Regions from separate parts of the Pan troglodytes genome. Here region 2 is linked to region 1. A link is a contact called in public HiChIP or PLAC-seq data. All regions are on one chromosome and are shown on one strand. The core of a region is the stretch at or near the end of the contact, and the rest is flanking DNA. Distances in the headings are between cores, read along the strand shown. Region 1 holds the start of ZNF165 (zinc finger protein 165). Region 2 holds the start of ZSCAN31 (zinc finger and SCAN domain containing 31).

Evidence for each region. HiChIP or PLAC-seq counts read pairs in DNA pulled down with a chosen protein or histone mark.
Region 2: an H3K4me3 HiChIP or PLAC-seq map of stem cell-derived excitatory neurons shows a contact between it and region 1, with 8 times the contacts expected there. The contact joins the promoter of ZSCAN31 here to the promoter of ZNF165 in region 1. A contact is called at or near these places in 1 of 7 Hi-C or Micro-C datasets (stem cell-derived neural progenitor cells) and 1 of 1 datasets of contacts at active chromatin or transcription factors (stem cell-derived excitatory neurons).

What each region holds. Positions count from the first base shown.
Region 1 is chr5:34,012,286-34,018,608 of NHGRI_mPanTro3-v2.0_pri, reverse strand. It overlaps ZNF165 (zinc finger protein 165), which reads right to left and starts at 4,532. Exons shown (of 4, transcript XM_009450710.5): 1 at 4,349-4,532. It overlaps LOC129144395 (a long non-coding RNA gene), which reads left to right and starts at 4,607. Exons shown (of 2, transcript XR_008548798.2): 1 at 4,607-4,693.
Region 2 is chr5:34,300,807-34,307,285 of NHGRI_mPanTro3-v2.0_pri, reverse strand. ZSCAN31 (zinc finger and SCAN domain containing 31) reads left to right here and starts at 4,954. Exons shown (of 4, transcript XM_016955100.4): 1 at 4,954-5,038; 2 at 5,217-5,307. The coding sequence starts at 5,275. The region is part of intron 1 of ZKSCAN3 (zinc finger with KRAB and SCAN domains 3); the gene reads right to left.

The DNA.
Region 1 (6,323 bases), core at 3,283-5,782:
ACTGACATACTTGGTTTCTAGAATACAACTGTTAATGATTTCTACTTCAAGATAGCTTAATTTTTAAATTTAAAAATAAGATAAATTAGAAACAATAAACTTAAATGTAATGCTAAATATTAACAATGTACATGTTATTAAATTTTAAAAGTCACAGAGAAAATAAGGATAAAAAAGAAAAATGATGGAAGTGCTTCATAAAATAGGAGATGAGAAAAATACAGATGGTTGCAATGGTCAAGGGAAGCTTAATGAAAACATGAAATTCTGAAGAATAGAAAAGATTTGACTAGGATGCGGGAGGGAAAGAAATAGGAAATTACGAACAGAGAAACAGTCTGAACAATTGGGTAAGAGTAGGAATACAGAAGAGGGAAAGCAAAACGTTTAGTAGGTTTGTATAAGAAAATTATAGAGGCAAAGCTTGGAGATGTTACTGTAGAAAACATCAACTGTGAAGTTCATGAATTTGGAGTTTATCTTTTAGGCACTGGGGAGTCACTGAAGAGGAGTCAATTCTTCTGAGCAGAATGACCTGCTGAACACTGTGGAGATGAATATGTTCTTCATTTCTAGGGTGGGTGGCAATATGAAAAGATAGAGGCCACTGTATTCATGCAAGTATGAGGTTCTTTTTTTTGTTTTTTGAGAGGGAGTCTTACTCTATCACCCAGGCTGGAGTGCAATGGCGCGATCTCGGCTCACTGCAACCTCCGCCTCCCAGGTTCAAGTGATTCTCCTTCCTCAGCCTCCTGAGTAGCTAGGATTTCAGATGCACACTGCCACACCTGGCTAATTTTTTGTATTTTTAGTAGAGATGTGGTTTCACCATGTTGGCCAAGCTGGTCTCAAACTCCTGACCTGGTGATCTGCCCACTGCCCATCTCAGCCTCCCAAATTGCTGGGATTACAGGTGTGAGCCACCGTGCCCGGCCTGAGGTTCTTTTACTAAACATTTCACTAAGTTGACTACTGACTGATGCAATAACACACATTTTATTAAGAATCTTATCACAAGCAAAGCATTGGGCTAGAAGTTGTACAGCAATGGTTTACAAGAAAGTCTGAATATGACACTGGGCTTGCTGCCTAATCATCATATGGGATCTTTGGTAGAAACAGGTTCTTGGGCCCTACCTCTGGAGATGCAGACTAGGGGCCTGCTCCTAGAGATGGTAACTTGGTCAGTATAGTATATGCCTGGAAAATCTGTATTCTAATATACAGCTTAATGGATTAAACAAAAAGTCTTTGAGTTTGAAGAATAGAAAAGATTTGACTAGGATGCGGGAGAGAAAGAAATAAATTCAGCGGGAAGAACTAGTTGGGAAGAAATTATAAAGCATGGATACAAAAGATTTAAATGAGAAAACGTTTCACATGACATATACGTTGTACATGTTTGTTAAATGTTGAATGTTGAAGTATAAAATGAGTTTATGGTGGAGATACTGAATGTTCTAACGGTCCTGAGGTGGGAAGAGACTGTGAATGGTAGAAGGTATTTCCTAGAGGTGGTGGGTATTAGAAATAAATTTTCGGTGCAGCAAAAGAAATAGCACTCGAACATGAATTTTCTCATCAAGGCAATTTTGCTTCTATAGAAAGGTGTGTCTCGCAGATGGAGCAATGGTGAGAGCACACCTGATCAAGGGAGAGGAAGGGGTTCTTATCTCTGACGCAGGTAGTCCCTACTGCTATGTTGTTCCCCTATTGGCTAGGGTTGGACTGCACAGTCTAAGCTAATTCCAACTGGCTGTTTTAAAGAAAGCAGGGGTATGAACCAGAGTGGCGGGGTGAGCAGTTTCAGTGGGAAGGACGGTTACAGAACAGGCGATTAAAGGTGATGCAGGTCAGAGCAGGTGACCGGGGTGACTCAGGACAGAGCAGGTGACCAGGGGAATAGATGTGAACTACTGATTGGAACTGGTGGAAAAGGTTGTTTACTGAAACTAGGGGCAAGGAGACGAGGTTAAACTTTAAAGTGGAGAACAAAGAACTGAACATACTGACATACTGATTCTTTGAAGAGAAATTTAGAACTCACTGTATTTAACATGGGGCTTAAATTGGACAATAAAGTATGAGAAAGATTCAGAAAGGAAAGGAAAGGAAAGGAACAGAGTTGAGGAAGTAGGAATGAGCAGCAGACTGATGGTGAGATCAACTTGCAGGGTGTGATGGCTGGTGTGACTAAGAATTCTACTGCCTCTGTTAAGAAATTGCTCAACTCTAGTCTGAGTTCTTACAATTCCTAACACATACATATATGAATATATAAGTCCTTGTATTATTTTTAGTTGTTTGGCTGTTTTTTCATCAACTGATTGCTGTTCCATGAGGTTAACGATCATGCATTATTAATTGTTCTTAAGGCTTCATATTTATGATTGAAAGGAAAAATTAGGAAAGTTTCAGATGACTTCTGTTTTGGGTGATCTGTATTTAAGATGATAATAAGACATCTACTTGGAAAAATATTTCCAACAGAACCAATGATATTTCAATAATGGAAAAGAATTTGGAATGGGAAGACAGATTTTGACAAGTGTTGGGAACAGGCCCCCAAATCTGGCCATAAACTGGCCCCAAAACTGGCCATAAACAAAATCTCTGCAGCACTGTGACATGCTCATGATGGCCTTGACGCCCACGCTGGAAGGTTGTCAGTTTACCGGAATGAGGGCAAGGAACACCTGGCCCACCCAGGGCAGAAAACAATAGCATGAGCGATCTGTGCCTTAAGGACATGTTCATGCTGCAGATAACTAGCCAGAGCCCATCCCTTTATTTCGGCCCATCCCTTTATTTCCCGTAAGGAATACTTTCAGTAAATCTTATCACTGGCTTGCTGTCAATAAATAAGTGGGTAAATCTCTGTTCAAGGCTCTCAGCTCTGAAGGCTGTGAGACCCCTCATTTCCCACTCCACACTCTATATTTCTGTGTGTGTCTTTAATTCCTCTAGCGCCACTGGGTTAGGGTCTCCATGACCGAGCTTGTCTCGGCAGACAAGATTCATGAAAAGGGTAGTTGAAGATATGTATCAGTATTAATTCTCCAAGAGTATGAAATAAATATCACAAGGTTCAGACTGAACCTTGGAAAACAAACAATTTGAGTGAGTATAAGTAAGAACAAAATTTATCAATGATAAAGAAAAAAAAGGGGGGTTAGTTCCATGGTATATTAACCAGAGAGTCTCAATCCCTTATATTTTACTGGGCCATTTCTTTGATATTTCTGGTTATGTTTCCTAGATGTGCTAACCAAGTAGTGTCCTAATGCTTAATGAGCATGATCTCATTTACCATAGTAAGATGGGTGTAAAGTAGACCCATATAATCCGAATGAAATTTCAATTATGCTGAGCAGCTGGTTCTATGACATGTTATCTCAGCTGACAGTACTATCTCCAGGTGTTTTATCACTTCTCATCTATTTAAAACCGAGTCCCCCTAAAGTTGGTAGCTTTAAACTAATAAATATTGATTGAGCATCTAGTGCCTTATAATATTGTGTTAGGAGGACTTACAAAAATGGGTAAGCAGATGTGTGAACAAACGCTAGGAGAACAGAGAGGAACGAGTAATTAATTATGATGAGAAAGTTGGAGGTTAAAGAGCAGGGTTCCTGATGGATGAACATGTCTTGGTGGGCATGTTGCGGGAGGGGAAGACGGGTGAGAGTTTTGCTGGTGGAGAGGGAGACAGTCAGGGGAAATCCGGTAGAGACCACAAAGCAGAACAGAGACTTCAAGGGGCATGCTGGTAAAGGCTCCCATAGTACCTTGTGTTTCTCAAGGGCAGGGGGTCAGTGTTGGTTTCACTGCATCTTCGGCACACAGGAAATACTATTTACCGTGTCAATAAATTTCAGGACAAGCGGGGTTGTCCCCAAGTGTCCTACAAAACGGCGGTTACTCTTCCCAAGGGAAGCAGGGGATTGGGGATGGTCCTCGCAGCAGTTTCTTTTCGCAGACAATGGCAGATTTGAGACATGTGGCACCCCTCCCCGTTCCACCTGGCTGGAATGGGCAACTCCTCTTACCAGTGACCCCAAATTCAGGATCAGCAGGACAGCCCCCACCCCACGCCACCACGCCCTCAGCGCTCCACTATGACGTCACGAGCGGCGGCGGTAACTATGGCGACCGCCAAACCCTCACTAAATGCGTAAGCGCGCCTGCCTTCCCAACGCCGAAGCTGGTTCTACCTTTCTCCGGGATTCCTCTGAGGGCCAAGGTCTGGTCACCCAGAGGCTGCTAATTTCAAAGGCAATATGAGAGGGACTGGATGTTTGGAGGGGGACACGGGGCTGGACATCTGGATCCCCAAACCCGGACTCACCTCTCGGACAGGGCTGATTCCGATCGGACACTTCCGGTGGAAGGACTGAGCGGCGCTACACTTCAAGAATTCCGTCCACAGGGACTTGTGAGTCTGCGCAGAAAGCGGGATGCCTTTGGACTACGATTCCAAGAATCCTTCCTGGGTCTCTTCGGGCGCAGACTTTTCGCCAAAGTCCTGAAGATCTCAGGGCTTGAAGGAGGGGGCATCTTTTTTCTCCATTGTAGTAGTGTGTCTTGCTAAATAACAGAAGGGACTCCTGAAAAGAAAATGACGTTGGCCGGGCGCGGTGGCTCACGCCTGCAGTCCCAGCACTTTGGGAGGCCGAGACGGGCGGATCACGAGGTCAGGAGATCGAGACTATCCTGGTTTACGCGGTGACACCCTGTGTCTACTAAAAATACAAAAAAAAAAAAAAAAAAAAAAAAAAAAAAAATTGCCGGGCGTGGTGGCACGCGCCTGTAGTTCCAGGTGCTCGGGAGGCTGAGGCAGGAGAATCGCTTGAACCCGGGAGGCGGAGCTTGCAGTGAGCCGAGACCGCGCCACTGCACTCCAGCTTGGGTGACAGAGACTCAGTCTCAGAAAAAGAAGAAGAAAAAAAAGATACACACTCGAGCACACATTTTCTCAGCAAAGCAATTTACTTCTATAGAAGGGTGCGTCTCACGGATGGAGCAATGGCGAGAGCACACCTGAACAAGGGAGGGGAAGGGGTTCTTATCCCTGACGCAGGTAGTCCCTAGTGCTGTGTCATTCCCCTACTGGCTAGGGTTGGACCGCACAGTCTAAGTTAATTCCGATTGGCTATTTTAAAGAGAGCAGGGGTATGAGCCGGAGTGGTAGGGTGAGCAGTTTCAGTGGGAAGGACGGTTACGGAACAGGTGACTAAAGGTGACTCAGGTCAGAGCAGGTGACCAGGGGTGACTCAGGACGGAGCAGGTCACCAGGGGAACAGATGTGAACTACTGATTAGAACTGGTGGAAAAGGTTGTTTACTGAAACTAGAGGCAAGGAGACGAGGAAAACGAGGAAGTTAAAGTTTAAAATGGAGAACAAAGAATTGAACATACTGACATACTGATTCTTTGAAGAGAAATTTAGAACTCACTGTATTTAACAAGGAGTTCAAGGCCAGCCTGGCCAACATGGTGAAACCCCGTCTGTACTAAAAATATAAAAATTAGCTGGGTGTGGTGGTGGGCGCCTGTAGTCCCAGCTACTTGGGAGGCTGAGACAGAAGAATCGCTTGAACCCAGGAGGTGAAGGTTGCAGTGAGCTGAGATCACGCCACTGCACTCCAGCCTGGGCGACAGAGCAAGGATCCATCTCAAAAAAAAAAAAAAGTTTATTCGGGAATAGGAAATTGCAATAAGAATAGACGTGCCAGAGTAAACTATGTTTCTATTCAGGGAGGTAAAGGAAGACAAAGGTTTTTAAAGGAAGAATGGGGAGGATTATTTAATTGTTTTGAAATCATTATTCTTGACTACAAAGATCGGTAACGAGGATGACACCAGTCTGAGGTTAGACAAACAGTTGCTGGGCGGATGTCCTTGCAGAGGTATTTTTGGTGTAAGATGGGTTTTGCAGTCATATGTGATAGTTTTCTTATGAGGCATACAAGCCTGAGAAGTGTCTCTTCATAGCCCTCCCTGGCTCTATCTGTCAGATTATTGCTTTTGTTTTTATTTTTTAACACTAGTGGGCCGGGCATGTTGGCTCACTTTTCTAATTCCCCGCTTTGGGAGGCAAAGGCAGGAGGATTAATTGAACTCAGGAGTTCGAGACCAGCCTGGGCAACATAGTTGGGACCTCGTCTCTACAAAAATTAAAAAAAAAAAATTAGTCGGGGGTTGTGGAATGCACTTGTACTCCCAGCTACTCAGGAGGCTGAGGTGGGAGGATCGCCTGAGCCCAGGAGGTGGTGGCTGCAATAGTGAGCTGTGATTGCACCACTGCACTCTAGCCTGAGTGA
Region 2 (6,479 bases), core at 3,705-6,204, 290 kb before region 1:
CCTAATCCTCAGGACTTTCAATATGAGATAGCAAGTCCAGACTGACTGGACTGATCCCAAAGAGCTGAATTCTACCGACAACCTCAATGACCTCATAAGTAGATTCCTCTCAGAGCCTCCAGATAATAGCCCAGCCCTACCAACACCTTGGCTTTGGCCTGGGAAGACCCTAATATTGAACTCAGCTGAGCCTGCCTGGCCTTCTGACCTATAGAACTGGAACAAATAAGCTGATTTTTTTTTTTTTTTTTTTTTTTTTTTTGCTTATTTGTTTGTTTTGAGACAGAGTCTTGCCCTGTCACCCAGGCTGGAGTGCAGTGGCATGATCTCGGCTTGCTGCAACCTCCACCTCCCATGTTCAAAAGATTCTTCTGCCTCAGCCTCCCAAGAAGCTGGGATTATAGGTGTGCACCACCATGCCCAGCTAATTTTTGTATTTTTAGTAGAGCCGAGGTTTCACCATGTTGGCCAGGCTGATCTCGAACTCCTGACCTCAAAAGATCTGCCTCGGCCTCCCAAAGTGCTGGGATTAAACACATGAGCCACTGCGCGCAGCCCAGATTTTGTTTTAAGCTGATAAATTTGAGGTAAATGTTATACAGCAATAGAAAACTAATACAGTTGATTCTATATCTGTGGGTTCTGCATTGAGAGATTCAACCAACCACAGCTGGAAAATATCTGGGAAAAAAAAATAACAAAAACAACAATTAAAAAATACAAATAAAAATACAATATAAAAAGTGTTTACAAAACATTTACATTGTATTTGGTTTATAAGTAATCTAGAGATGATTTAAAGTGTACAAGAGAAGTTGAGCCTGGTGCCGCACTACTGCAGTCCCAGCTACTCAGGAGGAAGAGGCAGGAGGATCACCTGAGCCCAGGAGTTCAAGGATGCAGTAAGCTATGATTGTGCCTCTGTACTCCAGCCTAGGCAACAGTGCAGAGACTCCATCTCTTAAAAAAAACATACAGAAGGATGTGTGTAGGTTATAGGAAAATACTATATGCCATTTTATGTAAGACTTGAGCATCCACAAATTTTGGTATCATTGGGGATCCCGGAATGAATCCCCCACAGATAGTGAAGGATGGCTGTACCAGGTCTTATCTGTGGTCAAGGTACTGTAGTAAGGGGAAGAAGAAAGAAAAGACAGAAGGCCCTGGACCAAAAGAAATAGAACTGAATTAAACCTTGGCTGCCTGCTAGTGAGACCCTCAATTATATCTGAAGTGAGGCTTGCCCAAAAAACTGGCATAATATTCACATTAAAATTCAGCTGAAAGAAGGATTTCTGCAGGCTCTTCGGATCTTTGGGCTGAAGGCCCTTCAGTTTCTCTCAGAAACATCAAGGCAGCCGAAAACATCACCAAGCCCTTCCCCTGGAGAGAGCATAGGCTGCCCCTGGTCTTTGCCACCTCCTCAATCTGCCACTTTCTTTCTTCCCCTTCAAGACTGAACTTCTTGAAAGAAAGTCCTTAGTCCCTGATTCTAGTCCTCACCTCCCACTAAGCCTTCCACACACTGTAGGCTGCAACTGCCAACACCACTAAGATTTCGCATGCAGAAGGAACCAAAGGTGCTTCCCTCAATTCCCATTTTCCATGGCCTCTTCTCAGGCAACTGGGCTGAGGATACTGTCCACTTCCAAAAACTCACTTGTCCTTACTTCAAGGAACTTGCTTTCTCCTGCTTTCCTCCTTCCTGGTTCTTCTCAGCTCCCATCATAATCTGGTTAAGTGTTCTGAAGCCAGGTTTCCTGAGGTCGTCAAAATCCTGGCTTTACTACCTACTAGCTCTGTGCCTCCCTCTCCTTATCTGTAATAGGGATAGTGATAGCAGATAGGGCCATTGTAAGCATTAAGTAAGTGAGTGTATAAAGCTCTTAGAACAGTGCCTGGTGTGTGGTTGTAAGGAACATGGCTGTGCTGCAGCGAAGCAGGCATAGGCCGAGGTAAACATCCTGCACGACTCAGCAGGATTGGAGCGCACGCACACAATTCCGTGCATTATATAATCACAGTTATGTAGCCATAATCTGGGGAGGCTCATCACCTGGCTCTAAGATACTACTGTTTGTGAGGTGTATAAATGTGGCACTGACACTGTGAAAGAGCTGCTGAGTAAAGCCATGTCCCATCTACCTGCTGTCTCTCGAGTGTTCTTCCAGCTCCCTGCCCCCCATCCACCCACTCCCCTTGGACCTCAGCTGGGGCTCTAACCTGACATTTGGCATAGTGAGCAAGATGAGGTGAGTGGGTCTTCAGCCCCCAGGCTCCCGGAGCGGCTATGCAGCCACAGCATGAGCTGTGGCACCCAGTGGCAGCCGTGCTGCAAGGATGGGCTCTGGTGGAAACATGGGCGGCAGTGGACAGACCCTCCACGAGTGTGGAGAAGGTGCTGAAGCACCTGGAAATGCACAGGACCGAGAAGGAGTGTGCCTTTGCCAACAGAGTCAGATGGGCATTTGTGACTGTGCTGCTGGAAGGGCATGCCCAGTCCCTGCTGGACGCAGTGCAGGGAGGAGGAATAACCTCCGTTACAGGCTCACCCAGTGGTATGCAAGAAAATAGAGCATGAACAGCCACTGGGCCCCAAGGGTGGGCCTAGAGACCCCCTACCATAGTGAAGCACACTTCTTATAGTGCTTGTACCCCCCACTGAGTTGTGGGAGTTAGGCAAGCAGTGCCAGCAGCATTTGGGGGAGACTCCCTGCCTGAATTCTGTCTCTCCGGGACAAAGGAGCTGATCCATTTCCTGCTCCGCCTCTGAGATGGAAAAGCTGGCTTCTTTAATTACAGTGTGGTCTGATGCCGGTGAAATACCAGAAACTGTCAGTAGATGGCAGTTGTATATAGACTTAGTGCAAGTCATTCGGGAAAAGGACATTGCTGGGCAACTAGGTCCCGCCGGAGCGTTCCAGATCAAAGATTACCTGCTGCAGTCAGGCAGAAATGTAAAGTCTTTCCTGTTTGATTGGGAACTGACCAAGGTGCCGGGCTTGGGGGGACACCGGACAACCAAAGGCAATATATGGAATCGGCAAGCCACTGGTCCCTAACCCTGAATAAGTTTCCGGGCAGAGCTGCATTTATTGACGGTTATGAAAGCTGGTCAGTGAAAGTGAAACCTGTATCTTTGGACCTCGGCATCGGCCGCTTAGCTCCCTGCTTATGCACTGTGGATGTCTCTCCCATGCCTGAGGACAGGCTGTGGGTGGATGTTTTGCACGGCTTGGCAGCTGTGCCGTCTATCATGGATTTGATAGGCCACTTGACAACAGAACTGGGATGGTGCCACTGTGTGGTGGACTTGGCCAATGCATTTCTCTTAATCGACATTGCTCCAGAGAGCCAGGAACACTTTGTCTTCATGGGAGGGTGACAATGGACTTTCACAGTGTTGCTGCAGGGATATATGCATAGCCCCAACATATGTCATGATCTTATTAATGATGTTATATTAACCTCTGATTCTCTTGCAGATTTAGAAGCAGCAACGCAGCCTCTTGCCTGGAATTGGGATGATGCGGCTGAAACCACCTTCCTGGCAGCCAAACAGGCTATTCAGCAGGCACAAGCCCTATGGGTAGCTGATCAGGGGCACCCATTTAAACTTGATGTGCATGTGACCAGATAGTTTTGACTGGGGCTTATGGCATCACACAGAGCTCTTTAGAATGCCAGTAGACTTTTGGTCCCAACTTTGGAAGGGAGCTGAGCTCCAGTATTCCTCGACAGAGAAGCAGTTACTAACTGCATATGCTGCCCTTTAGACTCGCGACAGCCTGGCAGGATGGGCTACAGTCGTCGCGCGCATGACTTACCCAATAGCAGGGTGGGTATGCTCATGGGTAACAACCCACACACTGGGATGGCACAGACATCCACTTTTGTAAAGTGGGGTGCTTAAGCCTACTTGGAACAGCAAAGTATGCTAACTCAAGTCCCTTAGAAGCACAATTACAGGAAGTCTTAGGACCTACAGTCCTAATGCAAGAGAAGGTTATGGGACCTGAGGCACCCCTAGATCCTGAGCCTTCACCTTTTAAGGAAGGGCATTCCCGCATTCCCAATGGGGCATGGTACACAGATAGGTCTAGCCAGGGTGCTACTGCTACCTGGACTGCTGTTGCAGCCCAGCCTAGTACCAACACCCTATGGTTTGATACCAGGTATGGACAAAGTAGCTAATAAACTGAACTCAGGGCAATGTAAATGGTGATCACCAAGAAGGTGACACCTATGGTAATCTGCACTGATAGCTGGGCAGTTTATCAAGGCTTAACCTTGTGGCTAACTACCTAGAAGTTATAGAAGTGGCTAGTCACTGACCCATGTAGGGCCAGGCCATGTGGCCAGATCTATGGGAGAAAGGATGACTTCCTCCAACCAGGTATGGGGACAAACAGTAACCTGTTGTTGCCCGCCCCAACACCCTAAAGGTAGGGAAGCAAAAACCCTGGATTAATATATAAAGCAACACTGGGGTAACATCACCATGTAGTGATTGCTCACTATAACCTGAAATTATTGCTCCCTGTATTACTGTGGCCCAAGTGCCCAGAGCTTATGTGCCAGGCTTATGTGTCAAGCCTCTATGTATACATTGGGCCTGTGTGCCCAGAGCCTATATGTCAGACTTATGTGTCAAGCCTGTGTGTATCAGCCCTGGGTGCCCAAAGTTTATATGTCAGGCCTGTGTGCCAAACCTATATATTGGGCCTGTGTACCCAAAAACCTATGTCTCCCTCGGCCAAGGGGGTGGAGTGTAAGGTAAATGGATGTGCTTTGGTCAAGAATAGGCCGAGGCAGATATGCAGGCCAGCGTGACTCAGCGAGTTTGGAACGCAGGCGCACCACTCCACTTGTTATATAACCTGTTTGTGTAAGCTCATACTTGGCTTACAGCCACTATTGTCTGTAAATGGTATAACTGCCCTGCTGACGCTGTACATAGGACTTGTGCCCAGAGAGAGAGAGAAAAACTGCTGATCCTGTAAGAGAGAACTGGCCATCTTGCAGACAGACAGAGGTGAGCCAGGAATTAACAAGTGTGCCAAGGAGTACAGCTGTAAGTGTGGGAGCAGCAGGAGCCACAGAGCCGTTTGCTGAGAAGGGCTGCGGTCGGAGGAGGCAGCCGAGACAGAGGCAGACAGTGTGAGAGCTGCAGCAGCTGCTGCTGAATAAAATCATATTTTACCTGCCTACAGCCCCGAGTGTTCTTTCAACTACCTGCCACCCATCCAACAACTCCCCTCGGACCTCAGTATGGACTGGAACCTGACACTTGGCATGACAGTGGTAAGTACCATATACATGTTGGCTAATAGTATAATTCACTGGTCTTTCTTTTTTTAAATAAGAGTAGGCCTGGTGGTTCTGTTCTTGACCTTTTCTTTTCTCTATCCACAGTCTTCCCCAGAACTATCTTTAATCACTCGCAAGGTTTTAACTTCTATTTCTAGGCTGTAGACTCCTGATCCCTATCCTGAGCTGCCTTCCAGACAGTCCTATATGGAAATCTTGCAAACAAATCCAATTCAATATGCCCCAAATCAAAGTGATTTTCTTGCTTCCTAATCTACTCCTTCCTCAGTATGGTATTATCTAGAAACAACAGCACCAGCCATCAGGTTTCGTCAGAGTCATCACTTTGTAATGGATGATTTCTGTATTTTAGGAGGGAAAAGTAAGATATTCTGAAAGACAGCCTATCCCAGAAGCCATGAGACCTGGGCCTGATCTAAGAGGGAAGGGAAACCTGAGATTCCTGTGAACCAGCTGGGACTAGATTTTAAACTAGAAGTGAGTGACTGCAAAATTATTTGACTGGACTCGGATGTCAGTAAGTCCCTCTTTACTCAGTGGAATGGAGAGGCTAGAAAATGTAAGGCTGGGCTGGGCGCAGTGGCTCACGCCTGTAATCCCAACACTTTGGGAGGCTGAGGTGGGCACATCATGAGGTCAAGAGATCGAGACCATCCTGGCCAACATGGTGAAACCCCGTCTCTACTAAAAATACAAAAATTAGCTGGGCGTGATGGCATGCGCCTATAGTCTCAGCTACTTGGGAGGCTGAGGCAGGAGAATCGCTTGAACCCGGAAGGCGGAGGTTGCAATGAGCCAAGATCGCACCACTGCACCTGCACTCCAGCCTGGCAACAGAGCAAGACTCTGCCTCAAAAAAAAAAAAAAAAAAAAAGAAAAGAAAAGAAAAGAAATGTAAGGCTGGTAGAGGTTACAAAGGGAAAAACAATTCCAAGTCCGTATCTTCCTGAACCTCTATTCCTCAGTCCAACTCTCTACAGTTCAAAGGATGGTAGGGAATAGAAGGAAATTAGGAAACTGAGAGAAGCCATTGATTGTCACAAATGAAAAGTACCAGAAAATACTTCCTCCTAATAAGCTGCCACAAGAGATCTGGGGTACTGCTACATGAGCTAATAATACCAAAATAAGTGAGCCTAAATCTA